2 separate regions of the Anser cygnoides genome follow, and region 1 is linked to region 2. A link is a contact called in public Hi-C data. All regions are on one chromosome and are shown on one strand. Each heading gives the region's core, a stretch centred on a gene start, on an enhancer-like site or on the middle of the called end of the contact. The rest is flanking DNA. Distances are from core to core; before and after follow the strand shown. Region 1 overlaps SPRYD7 (SPRY domain containing 7). Region 2 overlaps FNDC3A (fibronectin type III domain containing 3A).

Region 1 (7,372 bases), core at 1,795-4,294, 320 kb after region 2:
AGAAAAACTTTCATGTACCATATAAGCAAACAGAAATGCCCAGCTGGACAGAAAAGCTCTCTTTCAAAGATAACTTTCTCCAAATAAACCAGGTATATTAGGTCAAAATAGGGGAGATTCATCTCCATAGTTTGGTTTGAAATTTAAGTATCTCAGAACCAAGGTAGGAAAAAACTCTTATCAGTACATTTATACAGTCCTGTAGCATTTATGCAGAGTCTGCATCGCGCTTATGCAAAGATGCCTCAAGTACAGCAGCTGTGAGGAGCAACCTTCAAGTTCACTTTCCTGTTTTACACACCTGATAGAGTAGGTGAACACAGTATCGAGTTTCTTTTAAAAAGATATCCATAGTTCTACTCTGAATTCTGGAAAGGGAAATGCTTAAGAAACTCTCTTCACTGTGTTCAGATCCTTTCCCATGACTAGAAGTGCACATTAAAAAAAGGACGTTTGTATTTAAAATGTGTACCAGTGTAAGTGCCACGCAAAATCAATTTGGAGGCTTCAGTTGTTACAGCAGTATGTAAGAAACACTATAGTTATTGTGAAATTTTGTCCACTTGTAGAAGAGGATAATAAGAACCTGGCAAAAAAAGGCTGCTGAATTCCCCTGGCACAGAACTCTAAGTCAGAAAAAAAGATGATTTCTAATAGGCTAACAAGTTACCGAATGTTTTCTAAAAACAACCTGCTTTCTCTAACACCATTTCCAAAATAAAGGGAAGATGCAAGAATCAGCTATCACACCGTAACTCTTCTCCCACTGCCCGCCAATCTTTTCATACGAGGAGAGCCGGCAGTGCTGCGGGGCAGCTACTGGCTGCCACAGCACTTCAGCAGCGCCATCATGTGGCTTACAAACACATCACAAAATGACTGCATTTCCACTCCTAATACCTCGGAAAGGTGGAAGTCTAAAATTATAGACTTCAAAGGCTCTGCAGCATATCTAAGAGTATTTGCTTCCTGCTCATAAAATGCAGTATTACGAATGTGTCAGGATATAAATGGGAACATGCCAACAGTTCGTTAGGAACCAACCGTGAAATGAAATAATTATCCACATCATATAGCTAATGATATCTGAAGAGCTAAATGAGCTTGGGGGAGGATACTACTTAGACAAGACTCTCACGTGGGAACAAAGATAAAGTGGAGAAGGCTGGAGGTGCAACGCTGGGAATCCAATGAGCAGTGATCGTTTGCTGTAAGTTATACGACAACCCAGAGTGCAGCACAGGTTATGTGCTGAACGAGGGGAAGCGCTGCCTTTCAGATGAGATGTTAAACAGCCTTCTGACTACTTGGGAACTACAAAAACACCGCCAAGTTCTGGAAGGGTAAATTGTTAACACACGCCTTGGCCAAATTCCAGCTCCCGTAATTCATAAATTCTTTCTTAAACCGCCTATGAGGGGATTAACTGGACGTGGTATTGGTTTCTTGTTCAAAATCGCTCTGCTGTATTGATAGGTGATGGCAAGAGCAGCTACCACACCTCACCCACCAGTTGCTGCATTTCAGAAATGGCCATCACCTTGGTACTGCAGCAAAGAGCGGGCCCACCAGGCAGCAGGCAGCTGTACTGGCACGACAGGGGAGTTACTGCTTCCGTAAGAGAATACAAATGGCAATTCAGTATCTATTCATATTTAACACTGAATACATTTACAAAGTGTGAAATTAATGGGCATAAATGCCAAGCTGCAGAGATAAACTAGATTAGCCCACATGTCCATACTAGGTTGAATTTGTTTCTTTCTTTCGTCTGCTTCATGTTTTTTTTTTTGCCCAGCAGCTTTTAGACTAACTGCAGGAACTTCGCAGCTTGTCGGATGTGGATACTTTGCCAACAGTCAGTAAGCAGTGCTCTTTTTTTCTAGCTATTAAACGGCATTAAAAAATTAAGTGAAAATATACCTTTGTATTTTCCTAGCTTTGTGTTTCCAAGCAGTTCTTCGTTGTAATTGCCAAAACAAACGACTGAGGTGTGACTGGAAAGATGTGTGCTCCATCCAAGTGAGGAGAAGAATTCACAAGACAGACTTGGTGCAAAAATATTGTCCATACTATGAAACGGTTTGAAAATCTCCTACTTACCATAGACCACTGGATAGACAGTCCCTCGGATTCCTGACGCTGGACAATGCATGTTCTTCCCATTTAAATATACATTTAGTTCTACATGGTCATATGTAATGCCCTACAAAGCACAGAAAATTAAAAACAAAACAAAACAAAAAAACCACCATCAACAAGTTTATACACACAACATTGCTACTTAATTCAGCTTTTTCAGCCACAGGCAGATTTTAACGCCATTATGCAAACCACAGCATTCTAGAAAACTTCACTTGAAATAGTTCAGCACAGGACTGGAAGTTAATAAATGATCAGAAACATTTGTATTTTCAAATACTTGGGATTCCTTAATGCTCATTCAATTTAGATGCAATCAGTACTGTACACGTCTTACTAAGGCCAGTTTACAAAAGACATTTCTAGACTATTCCTCACCATGGCACAGAATCACAAAATTTCCAATGAATATTAAGCAGTTCGCAGTCTTCGTTTTTGTACCTTCCCGTGGAAATGAGTTTCCTAAATAACGACGCTATGAATTCAGTTTATTTGACCAGCACTTCACACACATCGTTACAAACATGCTGACCAGAGAGCAGAAAGCAAACACTCATGAGGTAATAAATCACTTATTTGTTAGACAAGGGATTTTTTTTCCTGACTGTTTTGGTATGGCTGAGCGTGGCACTTTGTGTTGTCGTTCACTGCCTCAGAATCTATTTTCATGACAGAACACAATAAACTGACATTTATGAAAACTGGGGAGTTACCAAAGTAACACATCAGCTACACTTTTGTGACTGAAGTCGTTTGAAACTACATTGCTTGACCAAACCCTGAAACAGACTGCAACCCTCCAATAAAACAACTTCAGAAGGGGATTAAAAGAATAACGTAGTGTCTGAGGTAAAGGGTGGAGGAGTCAGCTTTAGCTGTTTAGGGCTTCTAGGGATGAATTTTCTAACCATTGCTATACAGAAGCAAGGTTACCCAGCAAGAAAAGTAGCAGTGATAAATGGTCTAAATGTCATTGCTCCCATGAGTTTTCGAAAATAAATCTCTAACAGGAAATTGAGAAAATGACAGTAATGAACTGGAACCCTTTGAATGCCAAGCCATAAAGATATTTTGGAAACAGTGAGGTACAAAACCTTAGGATTCTCACTTTGCTCTCATTCTTCAATTGTCTTCCCACTTGGTATCTCTCCCCTTCCCTACAAAAGTTTGGCTAAAAATACAATCCACCAGTCAGCCAGGCCCTCTCTCTGCTCTCTTCTAATTATTAACCAGTCAGCTGTGGGATCTAGAGTTCAGCTGGGCACGGAGGCAGGCCACGTAACACATTCCAGCGCGTTATTTGTTCAGGAAAGTCCCATCTCAAACAGTGCAGGACCCTTCTGATGGGAGTCATCAGCCAGCTGGATACAGCAGCCGGGCTGCGACACAGCAGGAGAGGCCACCTTTCAAACCCTGGTAAGACACTCAGGATCACGCAGATGCTCAGAACAAAGTCCACTTATCTCCAGGCTGCTGATCCATTCAAACACAACAGGAGTTTACATCAGCACTTTCCAAACTGGGAGACGACAATAATTTGATTGGAAACGGTCGGTCTGACCACACAGCAGCTGTAAATAAAGAGAAATCTGGGAACAGCTGGAAAAGATACAGCAGCTTTACAAAACTCACCACCACATCGCCCTCCTGTGGCAAGTTGTTTGCTGGTAGCCTGTTTTTCTCCTCGTTGTTATAATAGAGAGCTCCATCATTCCTCATTACCAGACTATGGACGTCTCGACCCAGTGGAATTTGATTCAAGTTTGCTTTCTGGGTTGCAACTCCAATACCCCAAATCCCTAAAACATGACATTAACACGATAAGAAAAAAAAAAGAATATATATATACACATAATTTTGACTACCTGACTGAAGCAGGATAGTATAAAGAATATAACATGTTCTTAACTAGTGCCATGGAGGTACTACCAGTAAATATCTATTGGAAATACCAACAGTCACAAAAGATTGAAGATCTAGCAGTATCTATCTTGAAAATAAGGATCCAGAGAATTCTAACCACTTAGCTTAACTTTTAGTCCTAAAAAATACTAGAAAACAACTCGGAGAATCTAGGAAGATGTAAAAAATAAATCCAACTAGCATGGATTTGTGAACAACAAATCAAGTTGAAACTATGCAATTTCCTTTTTCATCTGGTTAGACCAGCCCTAGGGAAAAAGGAGAAATGGTAAACACGATAGATATTGATTTGGTAACATTTCTGATCCTCATACAACATTCGAACACTCAAATGAGGAAAGCGTAGTCAAGGTGAAGTTACAGCAAGGCGAGTGCACAACTGGTTAGGAAACTGTATTTGGAGACTACTCATCAGTAGCCCTCTGTCAAATCAAAAAGATGACGTGAGTGGGGTTTCAGACTTTGCAGTGAATGCCCAAGGTCAGATGCTATTCCGTATGCACATTAATGACTTAAATAACATGACAATTTGCTTGTTAAACATGCTGCCAATATCAACCTGACAGGAGTGCAAGCTCTTCAGAGGCCAATTTTTAAATAATCCCAACAAATTGGTTAAGAGGTCTGAAATACGGAGCAAGCATTTCCTTTTTCTGAATTACAAAGAACAGCAGGTAAGCAGGAATAAGTAGCAAAAATACAGTAGTGCCTTGGCAACCAGTTCAAAGAATATAATTTGAGGGTTATCATAGAACACATGCCGTATTTGAGTGTGTCGTACTGTCATGAAATACTTCTGGATGTATGGCATGTATAAATGAAACATATTGCATATAAAGTACACAAAGGACATCCACTGCTGCTGCAGCTGGAGCACGGCATCCATTTAAAGCATCACCCCTCAAGACAAATCAGGTCAATTAGAGAAAGTCTAGAAGAAACAAGAAAACCAGTCAAAAAAATGTAAAAACATTGCCTATAAGTAGACAATGAAAAAAACTGGGGCTCTTTAATCTTCAGAAGACTAAAACAAAGCAAAAATATAACTAAATTAATTTCAGAAGACAAAATTGCAGAACTATTTATTCTCATATTTACAAATCCAGAGTGAAAACAAAATTCAGATTGGGCTTTGTAAAGCTTCCCAATAGTCAGGCTAAATGACCCCTGGTAGACTGCGCAGGGACACTTCTGTGAATTGAAGTTTTAAGCTAAGCTATCTATAACTCTCCTGCCCTGGGACACAGGACAAGATGAAGCCGGGCTCAGAGAAGAGTTTATTTCCTGTGTTTCTGAAGTGTAACAACGCAGATACTGTACTTGTGTGAATGATGACAATACGTGAACAACAGCTGCAGTTGAGTTGATTCTCCCCCTCAACAGAAAGGATACTAAAATTGCCAGATTAAGAGTGAGCTGGGGTTTATATGTAGTTTAAAACCAAACTGGTTTAAAAACAAATGGTTTGAGTGTGAGGTGTTTTAGATAGATTCATGTTCACAGTGCCAGCACCCCAAACCAAGTGAGTGCAAACAATCCCTACCCAAAAAGCACTGGGTTCAAGCTCCAGTATTGTGAAGCCTGTCTCTGGACAAACACTTCTCTCCTTTCTTCTCTCTGCTCTTTGAGAAAGAACAGCCCCATCTTTAATATCTGATGTTTTTAAAAATACAGTCTGATTTTTAATATTATAATACTGATAAGTCTGGAGTGCCCTCTGTACTAGTTGAAGCAGACTGTATTAGTAAAAGTACAATGTTTCCAAATTTCATTCACTTTCTGCTACCTTGCATTGCAAAACCGTACAAAACAAATGAACAGGGTGCTGAAAGGCTCCTCTTGATAAAGCAGTGTTGAAAAAGTGCTACACATTAGATTTGGAGTGCAAAGCATAGCACAAGGAATGTTACTATTGCTCAAGCACAGTACATCTTAATAGCAAATCAAGGTAGACAAATAGCCAGAAACATTGCTGGATAAACTGCACTATTAAAAAGCTAACACTTCATGGCCAGTGTTTTATGTGGTCATAAATGTGTATTTACCAAAATACATTTCTAAAATGTTAACAAAACACATGCATATAACAGCATACAAAATAATATGGTGTTTTAGGATTTGCACTTACCCTTCTTTTCAATATTGCAGAGCCACAATTAAAGATAAGAATAAGAAAAAATTTCATTTTACAGAATGACAACCTATAAGAGCCTCCAATATTCACAAAGTTCAAGGATGCAATTTGAAAGATGCATGTGCTCGGCATTTGAGATACGACCGACAGCGAGCAATCTGACATACCTTCCACGTTTAAAGTTGTACATTTTTGCTGACTAACCTGTGGACTGGATTTTAAACTCAAAATAGCTCTTGTTCTGATGCAAAGGTGCATTGGCTAGGCAGCCTCCTGTGCCGCATATTCTCCTGCCGTTTTTAACAATGACAACATCTGTTCCTGCAAGAAGAAAACAAAACACAGAACTTCAAAACATTTTCAGAAGTCTGGAAGCGGCCCTTAAAAGCCCTAGACACGGAGAACAATTTTTGTTCTTTCAGCCCCAAGTAAGAGCTTCATTAGTCCAAGAGAATTACGATGACGGGCCACGCTTTGAAGTAAGAAACGGGAGGCTGTTTATAGGCTGGTTCATCTTTCAAGTAGGGTTTATTTATTTAAAACCTATACGCTGCTCTAATTTCATCTCTTGGGCTTTAAGGCACCACGCTGATTACAGCCTTTGCTCAGCCACATCAGAGGCATAACTTACAATTTAGTCAGAAGGGCTCGCTGTGAGGAGGACCTAAGCCCTGTACTCGGTCTCTATAGACTGGAGAAAAACATTCTGCAGTGAGAAGGAAAGGCACATCAAGTAGAAACATGTGATGGACTTGCGAGGCGTTCAGGTATTCTCAGGTGAAGTCCTTTTGTTAGAAACATGCCTGCCAGTATGGAGAGGGGAAAAAAAAGAAACGTAATCCTGCTAGGTTCTCTTTCTCTGGCAGAAGACTTCACCTATAGGTACCGTTGGCACAGCCATGAATATGGTAGACTCCCCAGGTCCAAAACAGGCCAGGAATTGCGCTGGAAAGCAGCCAGGCTGCTTTCCTCCTCACTGAGCTGTGGATGAAGGGCTGCCTCCTCGATGGAGCCTGGGCACGGCTTGGTGTGAAGATCACCTCAAGAAGAGCTTCAGGCAAGGCTGCAAACGGTTCTGCTCCTTCCCTGAAGCCAAGGAAGGTGACCGCACACCCGCTCACATCATCTGCCTCAACTGAACCTAACTCAAACCTCTTTTTATTATTTTTATTT
Region 2 (6,844 bases), core at 1,783-4,282:
TAACCTCATTCTGCAGTCACTTGCAAATCTTATCAGAAATATATCAGAAGAATCTTGAATGTTAAAAATACTTTCATTTTTTCTGGAACCATAAAACGCTAAAGATAGGATGCAAGTTTTCAGACTGCTAACTTGACTCCATTCAAAGTTGATATGTTCATTTAGGTTCATATATTGCCTTCATGTGACTGCTAGATTATGAATCTATACTGAGAATGGCTTTGTGGATCAACCTCTGTACTGGACTGGAGATAGCTGTTTTTTCGTTAGTTAAGACAGAAAGTTAAAGCACTCAGTGAGTGCTCTTTGGAAAGAAGTATAGTTCACTTACCTGGACCTTATTTTTTGTTTTAAACATCCAAAGAATGTTGTCTAAATTTAACAGTCTAAAACAGCACCAACAAAAAAGCACGTAAATACCCACCAGCTCACAAAGAAACAGGCTATACATGTCAGAGTTCCTTCATCCTCCCAGCATGATGAGTTTGCTATGGAAGTTGAAGTAATTGTGGGCTTGATTCTCAATTTACCTGAAACTTATGTAGTTGAAAATGGTGAGTTTAATGAAAGCTTCGGTTTCTTGTATTCATTATGAAAACCACAAGTACGCTATACAAGAAAAAAGATACAAGCTGTGTAAAATCCATCCTCTTATTTAAGAATTAATTTAAACCATTATTTGGTTGAAGGACAACTTGTAATAAATATGCTTCCGTTGCTGTTGACCTTTTGGAATTTATTTTAAGATAATACTCTAAAGCACTTCTTAGCTTGTTTGACCACTTTTCATTTGACTGTCCTTCTTTTTCAGAACCTCGTACTCAGGGGAAACTTTAACTGAAACATTTTTGAGTTCCACCTGAGCAAAAACCTGAAGAAGGTTCACTTCTCAACTTAAAGCTTACTGTAGACCTCTTATTTGCTTTTTACGTGGTTCAGTTAATCTTTCAATTAAGACCGCATTCTTGAAAATTCTTCTTTCTCGCCACTGTTGCGGATTAACACTTCATCAAGAACAAGGCTGTGATTCTTTTTAGGTAATACAATTCAAAACTTTTTTATCCTATTGTGAAGGAGTCCCTATAGCATGTGGAGTCAAGTTTGATTACATGCCTCATTTTTTATAGAATGCTTTTTGTTCCTTTTTCCCATTCTCGGCATTTGGGAATAGTTACCTTTATTTTGCTGTCAAGTTCACACCTATCAGAATGAGATGTGCTAGTACGATAAAACGCACCTTGCATTTGCTTTGTACTTTTCATTTGCAGACCTTAACACGGTGTATCAAACATTAAAGTGGAACTATGAACACCCTTTCAGAAGAAGTATTGTTGAAACTTCACTAAGAGTTGGGTTGATGCTTTTGGTAGCATCTAAACTGAGTTGGAAATTTAGAGAATGAAGCCTAGGGTGTTTGTATCCAATCTCATCATCATGCCACAAAACCTAGTTAGATTACATCCTGTTTCATTATCTCATTAACAATTAAACTCTAGGAATTGTTCCTGTTTGGGATAAATGTGGGGATGTAAGGACATCTGTATGCAGTCCCTCTTGTAGCCTATGCAAATGCCCTGGCTCTGATAGAGACCAGTATCAAATCCGAAAGGAGAGAGCATAAGGGCTGGTCAAACGCACAGAAATAACTTTCCTCTTTTGAGCCTCCTGAACCAAAAGTATTTTTTTTAATTATTTTTTTACAGCTCTTAGTGAATTACTTATTTCAATTTGTTGAATAGCTTCGGAATATAACCTTTCATTTCTGCAATGTTCTTAAAGCAGTGAGTTACAAAACTTAGCTGTGCATTTCCTGAGAAATTCCTTTTTCCACTTTAAACCTTTTATTCGTTGATTTAATTTAGTACCTCTGGTTCTTGTACATGAGAAAGTGTAAATGATCCATCTTCCTATTTTTAGGCAGTTTGTGATTTTTATAGGTCTCTTACTATTTCTCTCCTGCTTGCTCTTTTACCTTTCCTCCATCTTCAGGTGGAAGAATCCTGGTCTCTTGATGGCCTCTTCTTTAGTTCTGTTGTGTCTGGGTTTTTTTGTTTGTTTGTTTTTGTTTTTGTTTTTTTTTAAGGATGGAGACAGGCACTGCAACTAGTGCTCAGGATACTGAGATCCAGGATAAATTTAGACCCTGGGGTAACATGTTCTGCTTGTACTCAGTTCTGTGAGTGATGATTTTGTGTTCTCTTTCCTTCTGCGAATCCCACCGAACAGCTCAGTCGGTTTTTCCCTAGAAATACATGTAATTCCATAATCTGTTTACAGCTAATTTGTGGCTTAACGCTGTAAATAAATAGTTCTGTTGGTTTTGTCCAGGTGCGTTACTTTGCACATAGCAGCACAATTTCTTCTTCATTTTTATCATCTAGTCATTGAGTGCTCTGAGATCCTTTGCAGCTCTCTGAGTGCATACCAAGAATTTGTCACCTCAGCATTCATTTCCTTTTCCAGGAATGTTAATACATTGAACAGATTTATTTTTGCATGCCTGTGGTACTCTTTGGTCACTCTAGCCACTTTGAAAGCTGATCATTTATTTTTCATCTTTGTTTCCTGTCCTTGGTCCAGTTAGTTGTTAGTCATGAGAAACCCTCTTCCCTTTTAAACCAAAGGCAACATTACTTCTTAAAGGGTCTTTGAGAAAGATCGTCAAAAGTTTTTTGAAAACCCAAGCATGTAACAGTGTCCCTGTGCTCTTTGAAGGTACCAGATTTTCCAGGCAGTGATTTATCTACAAATGCCACCTTAACACATCCTCACTGCATCATATATATCTAAGTGACTGTGAATTCTGTTCTTTCTGGTTTGCTTGGTACAAGGATCATCGTGGTATCATAACTTCTTACCATTTGTAGGAGTAGACTCACTGGCTTGTAAAACACTGGCTTTCTTTCCCCTGAGATTTTAAGTTGGTGCCCTGTTTGCCACCTCCCATTCCTGTGGTACGGAGACCATTTTAGGTGTTGAGCCCATGGTAACAGAGCAGCAATTTAGTAAATAATTTTATTTGCAACTCTTAACTGCATACTGTCTGGTTTTAGCATTTTGTTTCCGATTTTTTGTTTGCTTGTTCGTTTGTTTCTGTAGTAAAGTCTATTCTATTGCCTCTTCATTTTGGGACACTTCTTTTGACTTGTCACGTGCAAAGAAGTTTTGCCAAAAGTTCTTCCATGAGCTGACAGAGAAGGGAGAAATAGCTACTGGAGAATTACTTTTTACTTTGTTTCTGTTTTTCTTAAATGTCTCATGTTTCTAAGAGTGCCCTTTGCTATAATTTTATCCGTACAGTTCATTGCCTTTGTTTATCCATGTTATCTTGTATATTTTTCACAGAGACTTTGCAGTTCAGTATGTTCTTTGAACTTTCAATACCGCACCATTTAATAATTTGAGGCTACTTTTTTTAACCCATTTAGGTCCTGCTCAGGTTCCAATGATGTCCCCAAATGGTTCAGTGCCTACTATTTATGTGCCTCCTGGATATGCCCCACAGGTACGTCCCTTTGATTCTTACTTCATTTGTGTGCATGCAGATTATAGAAGTAGAACCGAAATAGCTAATTCAGTAAGTGAATCTGTCAAACCGGAGTCACTGTGATCAAACAGGTAAATAATGGGACGTGCCCAATAACATCTCTGTGATGGGAGCCAGGATGTGTGCCCATTTAGTTATATATTAACTACTTGCATGACAATAACAGGTACACTTCCTTATTTAGTTCAGGATCCTAATGTACTCGATGCCCTCTGAACATAAAAAAGCTCATGACCCAGATAGTTCATTGTGCTGAATTCTTGGTTAGCAGGTATTTTCTCTTGGCATCAATGTAATTTTATGTACATACATAGCTCGTGTCTAGGAAGTTCCCTGCAGATAAGGAATAAAACAGATCAGTTAGAAAAAGCGTAGCAAACAACATGAAAAAACATCAGCTGTCCGCTGGGGATAAGTTACCATACAACACACGTTTCCATGCCTTATCTTGAAGTAGGGCTGTGCTTTTGTTGCTGCTAAGGGATTCCTAATTTAGATGCCTGAAAATTAAATGTGAGCCAGATAACCTGGACATCCTTTAAAGTACATTAAAAGGACAATTCCTCTCACCTGTATTTGTTATTATGCTGAGATATAGGGCCTTCTAGATGACGTCTGTTTCTCTTCCCCAACTACAGAATGAGCACGGGGGTTAGTAGCTCAGACCTGGAAACTAGAGCAGACGAATGCCACTGTCCATAACGTAAATCTTTATCATGATATTCTGTTGTTGAGACCAGTCTACATCTGATTCACTGTGTACATTGGAAGAGAATACAACACAGAATGAAACCAAAAAATCCTCAGTGTCCAGGAGATGTAGCACAAATGATCTGAACTGCACGAAATATTGCCCTCTAGTAGCAGAAAAGGCTGTTAGGGCAGGCAGGCTGATCCATGGCGTCTCCGTGGTTTTACCTTTGATCTGTTGAAAGTTGGCTCATGTATCTCTCATAGCTGAGTTCTGAAACAGGCAGAAGAGAAATAAATTAAAAATCGTGAGAGTCCATTTATCTTTAAATCATAGTAAAATGGCTTGATTCCTGTTAGAATTCATTTTTAAAGACCTGAAAGAATTTTTGAATTGGAGTGTGAAATTTTACTATGTTTCCTGAGTACTTCATTTCAGCAGATGAAGCACTTAGCATTCAGCAAGTCGTGTGACCTGTGACAATCTGAATCATTTTTATGAAATTACTTTATCCTCCCTTTGAGGACTGCCTGCAGCAGGCAGGCTGAAGGACCGAGTTTTGCTGGGGCAGGCTTGTTAGCCTTTCACTGGAGCTTGTTAGTCCAGGCAAGTGTTGTGCTGGCACAGCTCTCTGACTTTTGAACCGAAGGTGCCTCACCTCTCTCCAGCTGAGAGTGCAGGTGGAGTGAGCTCATGTCTGCTGTTTTCATCCGAGTAGGAATGTCATAGTCCAGGAAAACCTGTAGTTTATAAGGCTTCTGAAGTATTTACTGCTGACAAAACATACCAGCTGTTGTGGTTTGTGTTGGAAGTTCCTGTTACAAGCTAGAGGATTTGATAGCGGTCTTGCAAACAGGAAAAAAATGCCGATGTTGCTAAGAGTTACCCTGGATTTACTGCAGTCCCACCAATGTAACTTCCATGATTTCTTCAGGCTTAGCATATCTTTAAGTCAGTAACTCAGATACATTTTGAGAGAAATTGGAAGGCAGTTAAAAGCCTAAAGCCATCAGTCTGGAAGAACAGCCTCAGCATCCTCATTCTGTCTGTCCATTTTCATTTAGTTCTGTTATACCTCTGCTTGCTTCAACTTCTGCTTGGCATTGACACAGCATACTGTCCTCTGTTGGACATCGGGGATAGCTACAGAATAAAGCACATACATTCTTCTTATATCACATACATAAAAAGCAATTCTTAAGTTGATTTACTTCTCCCTTCCTTTTCTTTTGGAACTGTAATTCTAGAACTGTGAAAGCAAGCACAGGCATCTTCATTCATCCTCTCCAAGCTGACTGTATTCAGTGCCTGTAGTGAATTTTCCAGTGATGTTCGGTTGATTCACACAACCAGAGAGGCCTATGCCAGAACTATGTGTTTTGCTAGTACAATTAACATAATAGCTTGTCTTTGTTTTGTTTTTGTTTTTGTTTTAACTTAGGGTGACATACTTGACACGATGCACATAGTGCTTTTTTGTAGCCCCCCTGCTATGAGCATACAGTTGAGCTGTGTTTGATTTAGAGGCACAGTCACAGACTTAGCTTAAGGTCCCTGCTGCTTGAATTGGGTATCTATTTCTGAGTTACTTTATTTATAATTTGTTTGTTTTCTTGGGTTTGCTGATAACCTAAGTAGCCTGTTTTTAAGGAAGTTGCTTCCTATATAAACTATCTGCAAATAAATTTGTAATAAATTGCCATTTCCTTGTGTAAACAAAAGGGATTTCGGTGGTGAAAACTACATTTGGAGAATTTCCTTGAACAGCAGAAGTTTTCCTTGACTTTACTGCTGTTAATATATATATCGCACCTTTAGGTACCAGCTATAGCTGCACAGATATGCAACTTTGCAAAATTTCTCTTCCCCAGTAAGAGACAATTTCTGTATACTGAAAATAGTGAAACTTTTTTTTAAAGTCACATGGTAGGTTTGTGTGTATGTATATAATTTTTTTTGAAGCTGTGTTCACTTAAGTAATTTACATTGATTTCTAGCTTGCTGTTTACGTAAGTAAGGTGGGATCAGCTCCATTTTGTACATACTTTTGTCTTCTGAATGTTATTGCTTATCTGTAAAGATCTTTGTTCTACATTACACCAGAAACATATAACTGTGCCTACATAGTTTTCTTTTTTACTACAGTAGGGAAGTTTTGAAACTATTTCCTAGACCATCCTCACTTACCCTGCATTGGTTCAGCTAGCAGGATGATTTCGGGACTAAACTAGAAATTCCATTCCAGATGCACACCAACCGCAACAGTAACGTGGTAAAACCACTGTTTGATCCTTCAGGCAGCTTTCTGTCACAGACACGGTGGAAGTGTTCGCACCAGGACGTGGGACTAAATCTAGCCAAGCATTACACCGTTAAGCTCTAACAGTGCAGGTCAGAGCAGCTTGGCACCAAGCGCTTTGATCTCCGGATCTGATCCTGTTGCCCCAGATGACTCACTGGTTTACATGTGCATGTTCCACCTGATTCCAAATACCAGTGAAAACTTAAGTCACAGAGTTGCCTTGTTCCGTGTTTTTGAATATTGTCCCGATATTCCAGATTCCTTTCTTGTTGTCCTCCTTTTCTGGATAAACATGCAGAAACTT

Evidence for each region. A called contact is a pair of places that touch in the nucleus more often than the background predicts.
Region 1: a Hi-C map of liver shows a contact between it and region 2, with 3 times the contacts expected there. The contact joins two enhancer-like sites. A contact is called at or near these places in 2 of 7 Hi-C or Micro-C datasets (both in liver).

What each region holds. Positions count from the first base shown.
Region 1 is chr1:183,352,842-183,360,213 of Taihu_goose_T2T_genome, forward strand. It overlaps SPRYD7 (SPRY domain containing 7), which reads right to left. Exons shown (of 5, transcript XM_048052495.2): 2 at 6,404-6,520; 3 at 3,775-3,941; 4 at 2,104-2,206. Among named protein-coding and RNA genes, the nearest start is that of SPRYD7, 4.2 kb to the right of the region's middle. Within about 2 kb of position 3,045, at least 3 of the 3 cell types and tissues checked have open chromatin away from gene starts, as enhancers often do. A contact at or near this core is called in liver, where this site is marked.
Region 2 is chr1:183,030,614-183,037,457 of Taihu_goose_T2T_genome, forward strand. It overlaps FNDC3A (fibronectin type III domain containing 3A), which reads left to right. Exons shown (of 26, transcript XM_066988933.1): 4 at 3,429-3,505. Among named protein-coding and RNA genes, the nearest start is that of MLNR, 50 kb to the right of the region's middle. Within about 2 kb of position 3,033, at least 1 of the 3 cell types and tissues checked has open chromatin away from gene starts, as enhancers often do. A contact at or near this core is called in liver, where this site is marked.